4 separate regions of the Mus musculus genome follow, and regions 1, 3 and 4 are each linked to region 2. The links are chromatin contacts, called in public promoter capture Hi-C and targeted proximity ligation maps. All regions are on one chromosome and are shown on one strand. The core of a region is the stretch at or near the end of the contact, and the rest is flanking DNA. Distances in the headings are between cores, read along the strand shown. Region 1 holds the start of Smpd5 (sphingomyelin phosphodiesterase 5). Region 2 holds the start of Adck5 (aarF domain containing kinase 5). Region 3 holds the start of Zfp7 (zinc finger protein 7). Region 4 holds the start of Nrbp2 (nuclear receptor binding protein 2).

The links. Promoter capture Hi-C pulls out the DNA fragments that hold promoters and counts their contacts. Capture Hi-C pulls out chosen DNA fragments and counts their contacts.
Region 1: a contact with region 2 is called in a targeted proximity ligation map of pancreatic cancer cells. A contact is called at or near these places in 3 of 130 datasets of targeted methods (embryonic stem cells, memory CD8 T cells and pancreatic cancer cells) and 1 of 9 other capture datasets (pancreatic islet).
Region 3: a promoter capture Hi-C map of pre-B cells shows a contact between it and region 2, with 5 times the contacts expected there. A contact is called at or near these places in 12 of 39 promoter capture datasets (the 3T3-L1 cell line, 3T3-L1-derived adipocytes, the C10 cell line and 7 more), 1 of 484 Hi-C or Micro-C datasets (B cells), 2 of 130 datasets of targeted methods (embryonic stem cells and pancreatic cancer cells) and 3 of 9 other capture datasets (adipose tissue, embryonic stem cells and pancreatic islet).
Region 4: a contact with region 2 is called in a promoter capture Hi-C map of adipose tissue. A contact is called at or near these places in 1 of 39 promoter capture datasets (liver), 2 of 130 datasets of targeted methods (bone marrow-derived macrophages and extraembryonic endoderm stem cells) and 1 of 9 other capture datasets (adipose tissue).

The regions. Positions count from the first base shown.
Region 1 is chr15:76,292,986-76,295,685 of GRCm38.p6, forward strand. Smpd5 (sphingomyelin phosphodiesterase 5) reads left to right here and starts at 1,387. Exons shown (of 7, transcript NM_001195537.2): 1 at 1,387-2,306; 2 at 2,405-2,477; 3 at 2,699-2,700. The coding sequence starts at 1,449.
Region 2 is chr15:76,574,922-76,577,621 of GRCm38.p6, forward strand. Adck5 (aarF domain containing kinase 5) reads left to right here and starts at 1,438. Exons shown (of 15, transcript NM_172960.3): 1 at 1,438-1,573. The coding sequence starts at 1,562.
Region 3 is chr15:76,877,951-76,880,831 of GRCm38.p6, forward strand. It overlaps Zfp7 (zinc finger protein 7), which reads left to right and starts at 1,303. Exons shown (of 5, transcript NM_145916.3): 1 at 1,303-1,403; 2 at 2,789-2,832. The coding sequence starts at 2,830.
Region 4 is chr15:76,090,307-76,093,006 of GRCm38.p6, forward strand. It overlaps Nrbp2 (nuclear receptor binding protein 2), which reads right to left and starts at 1,384. Exons shown (of 18, transcript NM_001358359.1): 1 at 1,065-1,384; 2 at 502-624; 3 at 332-433; 4 at 147-236. The coding sequence starts at 1,187. It overlaps Gm41349 (a long non-coding RNA gene), which reads left to right and starts at 399. Exons shown (of 4, transcript XR_003951571.1): 1 at 399-750; 2 at 1,028-1,740.

The DNA.
Region 1 (2,700 bases), core at 137-2,636, 280 kb before region 2:
GGACCAGAGCTGACCAGAGAATGAAAAACATGGGTTGGGGGGGATAGGGCGAGGGATTGTGGGAGGGGGGACCAGGAGCAGGGGGCATCTATGGGGATGTAAAATGAATAAATAAATGAAAAAAAAGGAACATGGGTTGGAAAAATTGGGGCCCTTGTGGGAGGGGGGTATTGAAATCAATGGGTAGGCTGAGATTGGAAACATCGTGGTGTTTCTAGAAGAGTGGAGACCAAAATGGGGTTGGTTCATGAGAAGGGCAGTGTGGAAAAGCCTGGAGTAGTTTCTGGCTTGCCTGAAGTTGCAGGCGCTAGGGCAGTGACAAGGCAGAAAGGAATAAAAGAACTAGGGACTTAGAAAACCAGTTCTTGCCAGTCAAGGAACAGCAGAGCCTTGGGGGGGGGGGGGCGGATTCAAACAGGAATCTATCAGTACCAATACAACTTCCGGTTAGAAAGAGGCATGGTTCTCCAGCTGGGATACCTCGCCCCACCCCCACCCCCACCCCCACCTGCCCTGCAGAGTTCAATGCCTTCTGCCCAGACTGCCCAGCTCATCAACAGTTGCCTTCATCCAAAGTCTCCAGGACTATCCTGGCAAGCCGGCTGAAGATCGCCAGCCAAGACAAACCTGATGGGTTACTTAAGAGACACTGATGGTCGATGTCAGGGTGTTTGCTGGCTCACAGCTGGAGTTAAGGAGTCAGACTTCCAAGGGGAGCCAAGAAAAGTCTGTGAAAGCCCAAGGGATCATTGTCAAGAAACTAAAGTCAAGAGGGGCGGTGCTGGTACATGTCTTTAATCCCAGCAATCCGGAGGCAGAGGCAGGCAGATCTCTGTGAGTTCGAGGCCAGCCTGGTCTACAGAGCAAGTTCCAGGACAGCCAGAGTCACAGAGAAACCCTGCCCCGAGAAACAAAACAAAACAAACAAAAATAAAACACAGAATTAAAAGAACTTAAGTCTGTTACAGGGCTCATAGAATGGAGGATTTCCTTTTACCTGTCTGGGCAAGCTGCCTCAGGTGTAGAACTAACGGTCCCTCCCCGGGTTTGAAGTCTCAGCCTCTGCAAGCCATCGGTGCTGAGTCTCTGCACTAAGCCAGGCACCGGATTGAGAGGCTGTGGTGAACCTACCTGGCTGTGAGTAGTCAGGCTGTAAAGTGTATTGGAGGGGTGGGGGAGGGGAGAGTAGGCAGGGCCCTAAGTTTTTCTCCGAAGCACTAAGTGGACCCCCGCAAGTACAAGGAGGAAATAGGGCAGGGCTGTAAAGCTCGGATTTCTTTTACGGGTTTTTTTTTTTTTTTAAATTGTTGTTCGTTTCCAACCGCCACAGAAGTTCTGAGTGGGTGGGGCCAGTGGCCAGCACTCAGGCTCGCGGGACGTCCGGGCATTACTAGCGGCGCGCACAGGTTGTGCCACCTGGTCTTGACCTCCGCCGCCGCTGGAAACCAATGAGTCTCCCTGACATTTCGCGGCGAAGGAGCCCAGTGCCCCAAGAGGACTGGCCCCTGACACCCAACGCCCTGAGGCCTTCACCTTTCCCGAACCCAGTGCTGCAAGCCCTCTACAGTTTATCCCGCGTGCTGCTTTTCCCGACTTACTGGTCCCTGGACCAGTTGCTGGGCTGCTGGGCACCAAGCGTCCGATCCAAAAGCTTGGGGTGGTTCAAAGTCCTGGCAGGAAGTGGGGTGTTGCTACCACTGGTGGTGGTCGGCCTACCCTTAGCGTTGGTCGGCCTTGCGCTCTGGCTGCCCCTCCAGGTCTGGCGCCGCCCCTTCTGCTATCAGCCCCCTCCGGCATGCTGGGTGTGGCCACAGCCCTGGCATCCGCCTGCTGAGCGCCGGCGCTGCTTTGTCTTTCTCACTGCTAATCTGTGCCTATTGCCCCACGGGCTGGCTCATTTTAACAACCTGTCGCACAGCCTGCAGCGCGCCGAGGCTGTAGGGGCCGCACTGCTAGATAGCCTTCAATCGTCACAGTATAGGGTTTCCGAATGCAGTCAGCCGCCGCCTAGGGTGCCTGGTGGTGAGCTGAAGGCCACATTACCTATGGGCTTGGACTTCGTGTGTCTGCAGGAAGTGTTCGACCTCCGCGCAGCTCGTCGTCTTGTGCGTGTCTTGGTACCAAATCTGGGCCCGGTGATATATGATGTGGGCACATTTGGCTTAATGGCTGGGCCGTACATCAAGGTACTGGGCAGTGGGCTTCTACTGGCCTCGCGCTACCCGTTGCTGCGTGCCACCTTCCGTTGCTTTCCTAACGCTCGTCGCGAGGACGCCATGGCCTCCAAAGGTCTACTATCAGTCCAGGTACTAACCCAGGCTGCAGTGAGCCCTAGCGGGGAGAGCGTAAGCAATAGATTTAACCAGGAGAGCAAGAAGACCTGGAACTGTGGGTGGTGTTGCAGGCGCAGCTAGGCATCGTGGACGGGCACCCCATCGTGGGATACCTTCATTGTACACATTTGCATGCACCCGTTGGTGAGCCCTGCAGGAGGGTTTGAAATGTGGGTAGGTAGCCCCTCTTCTCTCCTTCGAAGGCAGTAGGTCCCTTAACCTTACCAACACGTCTGTCCCCACATCCCAATGTTCTCTGCCCCAGACATCCCAAGAAATGCCTTGGGTGGTTTACAGATCAGGACCCACAGGGTGAGGTCTTAGATCCCTACTCTGGGCTAAGCCAACTTCATCTCTCCTCTCAGAG
Region 2 (2,700 bases), core at 188-2,687:
AAAAATACACAGGCTTCCAACTGCTGCAGACGCTCAGGGACAGGCTGCTGGCCAAGACTGTATGATATAATGTTTGGAAAGGTTTGGGCTAAATAAGTATTCTGGAGTTGCTGGGCTACTTGGTTGCCCTGACTTTCCAACAGGTTCCTGGTAGCTCCCAGCTAGGTCTCCCTGGTTCGGGTGTGACCTCACAGGGCTGAGGACTTTGATCTGTTCCCTACTGTATATCTGGACCTAATTGCCACAATCTCTCTCCCCTGTGCTTTATAAGTAGCCCAGTCTCGGAACACCCATTTCTGCCTTTTCATCCTGGGCTCTGTGCACCCTGAATCCATTTTGTCCCTGACACATTGCTTTCCAGTTGCGCCCAGACATCTCAGCTACACGTACTTCCTAGGCTTGCAAGGACGTCCAGAATGAATGAACTGGAAGGAGGCCATTGCCTGACATCGTCTGGCTCACAGACTTTTGTGACCCCCTCATACAGCCACTCTGCCACCTTCCAGGCACTCCAAAGCCAATTGGGGACATGACATTATCTTAGAGCCTGCTTAGAGCCATGTTCAACCAGAAGGCAGCTTGCCAGTTCCAGTGGGTGGGTGGGGGGAGGCTCAGGTGACCTCAAAGAACCCAATGGTCAACATTAGGACAGTTGCTGAGAAGAGCACCCGTGGCTAGGGAAGCAGGAACTTCAGGGGAGTTCTGAGGAACCAGGTAGTAAGGACCCCTCCAGAGGAGGATTTGCAGAAGGATTGGGTATCACAGAGAGTGAAGAGTAGGGGGACAAAGAACCAGGACTCTTCACAGAGAAACCCTGTCTTAGAAAAAAAAAGAAAAGAAAAAACAAAACAAAACAAAACAAACCAACCAACCAACCAAACAAACAAACAAAAAAGAACCTGGACTCTAACTGACATAGTTGGCAAGAAAGCGAGGGTGTCTCTAGCTTTGGTGGCTGTCTCAACAGGTGTTGCCAAACTGCCTGTGCGAGCGAATACTGAGAGTTGTGAAAATGACCAAGTGTCAGCTTTGAGTTACACTGTCACTTTTCAGAAAGGAACGAGAGCCCGACAAAATTAAAGAGCCAATTCAAGGGTCTGGGAATATGGCTGAGTGGGTAAAAGGGCTACCCTAGGAAGCCAAGTTCCTGGAACAATGTAAAAAGCACTTCTAGAGTGAAATAGGAGTGGGAAGAGGAAAATTGCCCGCAAACTTAGCCTGGCTTGCACAGGGCAACAGAAATAAAACAGACGGTGGAAAGCAAGCACCAACCGACTCTTGAAAATTGCTCCATAACATTCACATACAATAAACAAAGGAAAACACTTGGTAAAGACTCATCACTTGGTGTCTCCCATGAGGCTATGCCCCGGGCGACCTCAAGGGGCCGCTGCACGCCGAGGCGGTCACGTCACGTTTTGGGGGCGTGGCCCTTCCACTCTACCCAGGTCTGTGTGGCGCGTGTGGGCCGGTGCGCAAGCGCATTGCCTACTCTTTCGCGGGGTCGTCTGGGCACCAGGGACGTCTGCGGCGAAACCGGGAAGAGAGCACTGCCGGGGACATGTGGCGGCCGGTGAGGACCCCGCCCCCGCACGCCCTGGTCCCTGACTCTGCGCTCCGCATCCCTGCGTTGGGATCTCTCTCTGTACCCGGAGGTTCTGGATCCAGTCCAGGCCCGGGCCCTGCCCATCGACCCCAAAGCTTTGGAGAACTCTGATTCCCGCTTCCTCTTTTTTTCCCCAGAGCCTTTGGGAAGACTCAGCATTATTTAACCTCACCCCAGGGTCCTCTTCCTTCTGCCTCTGTCCTCAGCGCATCCCTCGGGTCTCCCCGGGAAGCTGCTCTGTCCTCTCTATCAGCTTCTGGAAGGGAGACAACCCCATGATTCCCGCTGGGTTAGCATGCCCTCACTCCCTTAGCCCCTTGTTCTGGCCCTGGGGGTGTCCTTGCCTATTCCCTGCCCTTGGAGTATGGCCCTTCTTCAGTTGTGTTGTTTTTAAACTTCTGCGAAGTTGTTTTTCTAGTACATCTGGCCTTGTAGGTTTAGATAATGAGAGGCCAGGAGGTGGGTTAACGTTTGGCTTGCAGTGTACAGCCCTGCTGGGTGTGTGCTTTCTGATGGGAGTCCTGTTGCTCAGAGACAAGTTGCCTTTTACACAGACAGCACTTTACTGTAGCAAAAACTTTTCCACATATCCGTATTACTTGTCACTTACACCTCTAGACAGCCCTGGGAGTTTGTTTTGTTTTGTTTTGTTTGAGATAGGGTTTCTCTTGTTTTTGGACAGCCCTGGCTGGCCTGGAACTAGCTCTGTAGAGCTGGCTGGCCTCCAACTCAGAGATCCTCTGCTGGGATCAAAGCCATATGCTACCACTGCCTGGCTAGAAAGGCAAGGGTTTTTTTGTTTGTTTGTCTTAGTTTTTTTTGTTTTTGGCTCCTTGCTTACCCCCCTCCAAGGTTGGGGTATTTGGTTTTAGCTCTGGCTGTCCTGGAACTCACTCTGTAGAGCATACTGGCCTCGAACTCACAGAAATCTGCTTGCCTCTGCCACCCTAGTGCTGGGATTAAAGCTGTGTACCACCACCACCCTACCAGAAAGGGGAGTTTTAACCTCTGATTAGGAATTACTGCACAGTACAGTGGAGTCCTTGCAGGTTCCCAATAACAACGTCCACTTCCTCTAGCTCAAATCTCTAGGC
Region 3 (2,881 bases), core at 53-2,552, 300 kb after region 2:
ACACATACACACATACACGGCACAGACACATACACATATACCACACACACACACACACACACACACAAATAGCACATACACAGCATAGACATTTACACATACATGCACAAACCACAAACATACACACACTCAAGGCACAGACACACACACACACACGCATGTGAATGTGCATACACACTCTCTCCTTTCTCATAGCTCCCTCTTTGCCACTTTCCAAGGACTATATCCTCTCCCCTCACACCCGCTCAGTAGTGCAGATACAATAGGCCCTCTATCCTCCTTGAAACATTTTCTTTATCACCAGTGACTCCATCCTTCACTTAGTTCTGCCAACCTCCCTCTCTCTATGCTAGTGTTTCCTTGTTACTAGAATCTAAAGGCCTAGGCTCTCTGACAGTTGAAGAACATGTTAGGGCAAGGAGAATTGACAGGAAAAAAATCAGGTTTATTCAGTAGCTGGCATTCTTTTTTTTTTTTTTTTTTCTTCGAGACAGGGTTTCTCTGTGTAGCCCTGGCTGTCCTGGAACTCACTCTGTAGACCAGGCTGGCCTCGAACTCAGAAATCCGCTTGCCTCTCCCTCCCAAGTGCTGGGATCAAAGGCATGTGCCACCACTGCCCGGCTAGTAGCTGGCATTCTTGAGAAGTTAAGATGTACTTTCTCCTCAAGACTCTTTTTTTTGTTTGTTTGTTTGTTTTTTCGAGACAGGGTTTCTCTGTGTAGCCCTGGCTGTCCTGGAATTCACTTTGTAGACCAGGCTGGCCTCAAACTCAGAAATCCTCCTGCCTCTGCCTCCCAGGTGCTGGGATTAAAGGCGTACGCCACCACCGCCCAGCTTTTTTTTTTTTTTTTTTTTTGGTTTCTTGAGACAGGGTTTCTCTGTGTAGCCCTGGCTGTCCTGGAACTCACTTTGTAGACCAGGCTGGCCTCGAACCCATAAATCCACCTGCCTCTGCCTCCTGAGTGCTGGGATTAAAGGTGTGCGCCACCACACCCGGCTTCTCCTCAAGACTCTTATCATTAAGGTTCAGGGACCCAAAGGGATTTTTGGTAAGGGAAAGCCTTTGGTAAAGCTTTTTGGGGTTGGTAGTGAGACTGTGGTTGGGTAGGCTCTTTCTCATCAGAAATGCATCCTCTGGCCCCGCCTCCTGGTCGTGCCTGGCCTTCGGTGACCTTCAGCCACACTTCCCGGCCCTGCCTCTCAGTCTCTAGCCCAGCCCTTTATGGGCCGTGACAACTTCTGGCCCCGCCCCCACCCCTGTAACCTGGCGGGGGGCGGAGTTAGAGAACAAACGGGGCGCGCTGGCCAGCGAGCGGAAGTCGCCCGGGTGGGGCACAGTGGGATAAGCTTGCAAAGCCCTTTCCGGTGGCTCTCTTGTTGGGATCCACCACGCGCCGGGGCAGGTGAGTAGGCGCAGTCGCTTTCCTTGTTTTTAGGGCAAGGGACACTTGGCTTTTACTCCCCAAAAGGATGGAAGGCGTGGGCGGCTCGGTGCTGTTGTGAATGCCTGGCCGAAGACGTGATCCCAGCGGAGTAGAATAGCCGAGCATCCCAGCTCTTCTAGCCTGCTCCCGGGCTCCAGTGTTGAACCTGAGCAAGGCTGCTTCCCTCCAGGCCTGGGGCTGGGTGCAACCTCCCTCATTCCTCGTGAGTAATCACTTTCTGGGACTATCTCTTCTCTCATTTCTGCACCTGAATGACCTGGAGTCGGTCACGCCTGCGGACTCAGAAGGCATCTCAGGATTTGCTCTTCTGTATCTGAGACCGCGATTTCCCATTGGTAGTCCAAATGCTGGGGTCTGAGAGGAGAATTCTTTTCTAGTGTTCACTGCTAATTGGCCAGTCTAGCCAGTGGCCAGATACCTGGGCCAAAAGCTACCTGGGAAAGTAGCTTCCTCTCTCCCATTTTGACCTGAAGGTGGGTGTTTGTGTGTGCAAGGAGGGGCCCAAGGGCTTTGGTTTAGCAGAAGGGGACTTCTCGAATCCTTTTTTGTCGTCATCCTTGTGACTTAGGGCAGCTGTAGCTCGTTCTGGAATTTAGGTACAGGTGAACAGGGATTGTTTTCCTTCTGAAGGCCTTTTTTTCTTTTTCCTGGACCTGACTGCTACTGCCTCCAGTTAACTCTTCCTTATCTTCTCTCCTTTGGCTCACACACTGGCTCACTTGGTCCCATTTTCAGATCCTGAAGTGCGTTTCCTACCTCAGCCACCAGCTTGGCCTAGGTCCCTGGGGGAAGGCATCCTTTAAACTTTACCAGCGTTTCTCATTTAAACACTTTACTAGTCCCCCCGTACTTCAGCACTGTTGTTGATGTGATCTTAGTTGTCCTTTCTACTAGATGTCCCATGAAGTCTCCCTCGTTGTTCAGTTGAATGTGTGGCCTATGGCAGCCATTTATTTATTTATTCATTCATTCATTCATTTATTTTTTGGTTTATCGAGACAGGATTTCTCTGAGTAGCATTAACTGTCCTGGAACTCATTCTGTAGATTAGGCTGGCTTCGAACTCAGAGACTAAAGGTGTGTTTTATACACACACACACACAACACACACACACACACACCTGCCGCAGCTGTACATCATGGCTCCAGCCCTTACTCCCACACAACACAGACAAGAAGGCTCAGGAGCTGATATTCAAATATCAGCCTTTGCCCAGTCTGGTGTGTCTGTGCGTCTGGCTTGGGTGGTAAAGAAGCAGTGGGGTACAGAGCCCCTCCAGTCACCCTGGGAACTGGGGAGCTTCCTCCCCTCTGACCTCTGATCTCGTTATGATTTCTCACAGGTGTCTGACTCAGGACAAGCGGATCCCACCCTCCAGATCTCATGGTAGGGAGCCTGGCTGCTGCCTGTATTCCCTCTCCACTCCTGTCAAGCC
Region 4 (2,700 bases), core at 134-2,633, 480 kb before region 2:
CCGTCGGGTGGGCACCAAAAGGCTGCTGAGCCTGCGGAGCCCGCCCGCTACCCCACTCCTGAACCGAGGTTTTTCGGAGTCCCCCGCCCCACTACTGTCCCTAAGTTCTGCTGGACTCCCTCCAGTCCCCAGCCCACTCCCCATACCCGGGCGTTCATGGCCTTGTGGTTCTTCTTGGTCTTTTTGAGGAACTGCTTGAGGCTGCCAGACGACACGTATTCTGTGATGAAGATGACCTGCGGGCAGGCGGGCTCCGCCGTTGCGGGTGGGTCTCCATGCTGCCCCACCCAGCCTGTGGCTTCACTCCGCCCTTCACCCGCCCCTAGCTCACCCTCGCGCGGGCCTCAGAGGCGTCCAGCCAATACTTGTGCAGCTTGACGATGTTGGGATGGTCCACCAGCGCCAGCTGCTCAAACATGGTCTGGATCTTCTCCTGGGGAAAGAGGATGGTTGTGGGGCCAATCAACGGTATGGGGCAAAGCGGGTATAGACAGGCCTCACCTCATGGGCCGCAAAGGCCTTCCTATCCCCGAAGTGAAGTTCGTTCCACACCACTTCTACACCCTCCTCCGTGTCCATGGCCAGAAAGGTGCTCTGGATCCCGGGCATGTTCCCTTGGTTCACCTAGGTGGGAAGAATGTGTGTCCTGATACGAATAGACCCAGGGTGTGGACGTGGTCTCCGCCACAACCTTCCCCCAGCCGTGAATGTGCTGCTAGCCTTGCCCAGCTCAGTGGGAGGGCTGAGGAGGTAAGGCTGGGAATCAAGAACCCAGGGGGAGAAGGGTGGTGTCCAGGGGCTGGGCCAGAAGGTACGCAGGTTTTAGAGGTTGGGGAGATCCCCAGAGCGGTAGTAGGGATCCAAGAGGCACGTGGAGGTGGTCCCAGTATGACACCGGTGTTCAAGGAATGGGGGTTTCTCACCAGGGCTTGGGGCCAAAGGGATCCGAGGGCCTCCAGAGGCCAGGGCGTCCGGGGAGACCCTCATACTGGCTCGGCCCCACGGATCCCATGGCTTCTATCCTTAGGCTACGGGACGGCGGCGTCACCCGCACCCGTGCCCACCTGCTCCCGCCGCTTCTGCCAGCGGCCACACGGGCTCTCCTCCAGGATGTCGCTCTCGTCCTCGCTCTCGTCCTCCCGCTCGCGCTCCCGGCCTCTCCTCGGCGCCGGCTCCGGGGCCGCCATGGCTCGGCGAGCCCAGGCCGCCGCCCTCCGCGCAAGCCCTCGCCCCGCTCCCGCCCGCCCTGGCCCAGCGCCCAGCAGCCCAACCTGGAGCCCAGCGGAGCGGCCGCCGCGAGCCCTCCTCGGCTCCGGGAATTGGGAGGCGCGGGCTCGCAGCGGACCCGAGGGAGGAGCCGCCCCGCCCCTCCGGAGCCGCCTCTGCAGGCCGGTGCTGGACTGTAGCTCGATCCAGGGCGGCAGAACCCCGCCCCAGGCACGCCTCGTCCTCCCAGACCACTCCTGCTTCCCCCAAAGCTCCGCCTCAAAGAGACGCGCCCCTCAAAGGCACCACCCATTCCTGCGGAGGCCTCTCCAAGGTTTCCCAGGCAGCTGTGGTTCTCCCAGCAGACTGTGCCTGGCCTCTTCGGGAACCACTTTTGCCCAACTCTTGAAGCCAGTTCTTCCAGCACCGCATCCCGATCCTGCTCCCATGACAAGTGTCCTGAACTCGGCCCGATGTAGAGAGTCTGAATGGGGCATCAAGGGTCAAGGGCATCTGGGGGCAGGCACTTCAGTGGTAAGAAACCATATGGTCTCAGAAATGGGACCAGTTCCCTCCTCAGGTAGCCAAGGAACGCATCACTAAAGATGCACCGCAGCAGAGACTGATGGGATACTCTTTAAATCCTGACTGCCTGTCTCTTCCTGGACCAGAATTCCGTGCAAACCCACTTTTCATAATGGCGAGTTTCTCTTTTCTCCCCAAATGTGACGCTCTCCGTTCCACTATGGGCTCCCTTGAAGCAATGGAACCACGAAGAGGGAGCATTTCTCACTTGTCACATCCAGCAGACTCCCCCACCCCCCGAAAACCTCTATCCACCCCTCAACTGCCCTCAGTCCTACCTCTGCCCTTCTACCCACCGGCACCTCCCCTTTCTATATAGAGACCCTGGCTGTCCTCTGATTTAAACATCATCTGACCCCTGACCAGCTCTGCCCCCCACTCTGCTCCTGACTTCTGTCATAGCCCGCTCAGAATGCTGCAGCTTGCTGTGGACTTCTACCTATCCTGAGAAGGGTTAGCTAGTTTAGCAGATCAGGAGGGGTTAACCCTCTACTGGCCCTAGAAGTCAGAACAGGGCCAATGCTTGGAAGACAATTCCCATGTCCTTGGATCTACCTATTTGTGTCTGTTTAACTAGGACCCTAGCCACACTGGAGAGTCTGCACTAAGAACACAAATGATGAAGAGCCTTGTACCACAGTGTTAGCAGAGCCTCTTGGGGGGGGGGCAGGCACTACAGATAGAACCCGTTTTTTAAAAATGTGACATTGAGGGCTCGTTGGTTAAGAGTACTTCTGCTCTTGCAGAAGACCCAAGTTCAATTCCCAGCACTCACACAAGTTCACAATTACCTGTTACTCCACTTCCAGGGGATCTGCTGCCCTCTTCTGGTCTTGATGGGTACCAAACGCACATACATGTAGGCACTCATTATCACATACACATAAAATAAACCTTAAAAACAATGCA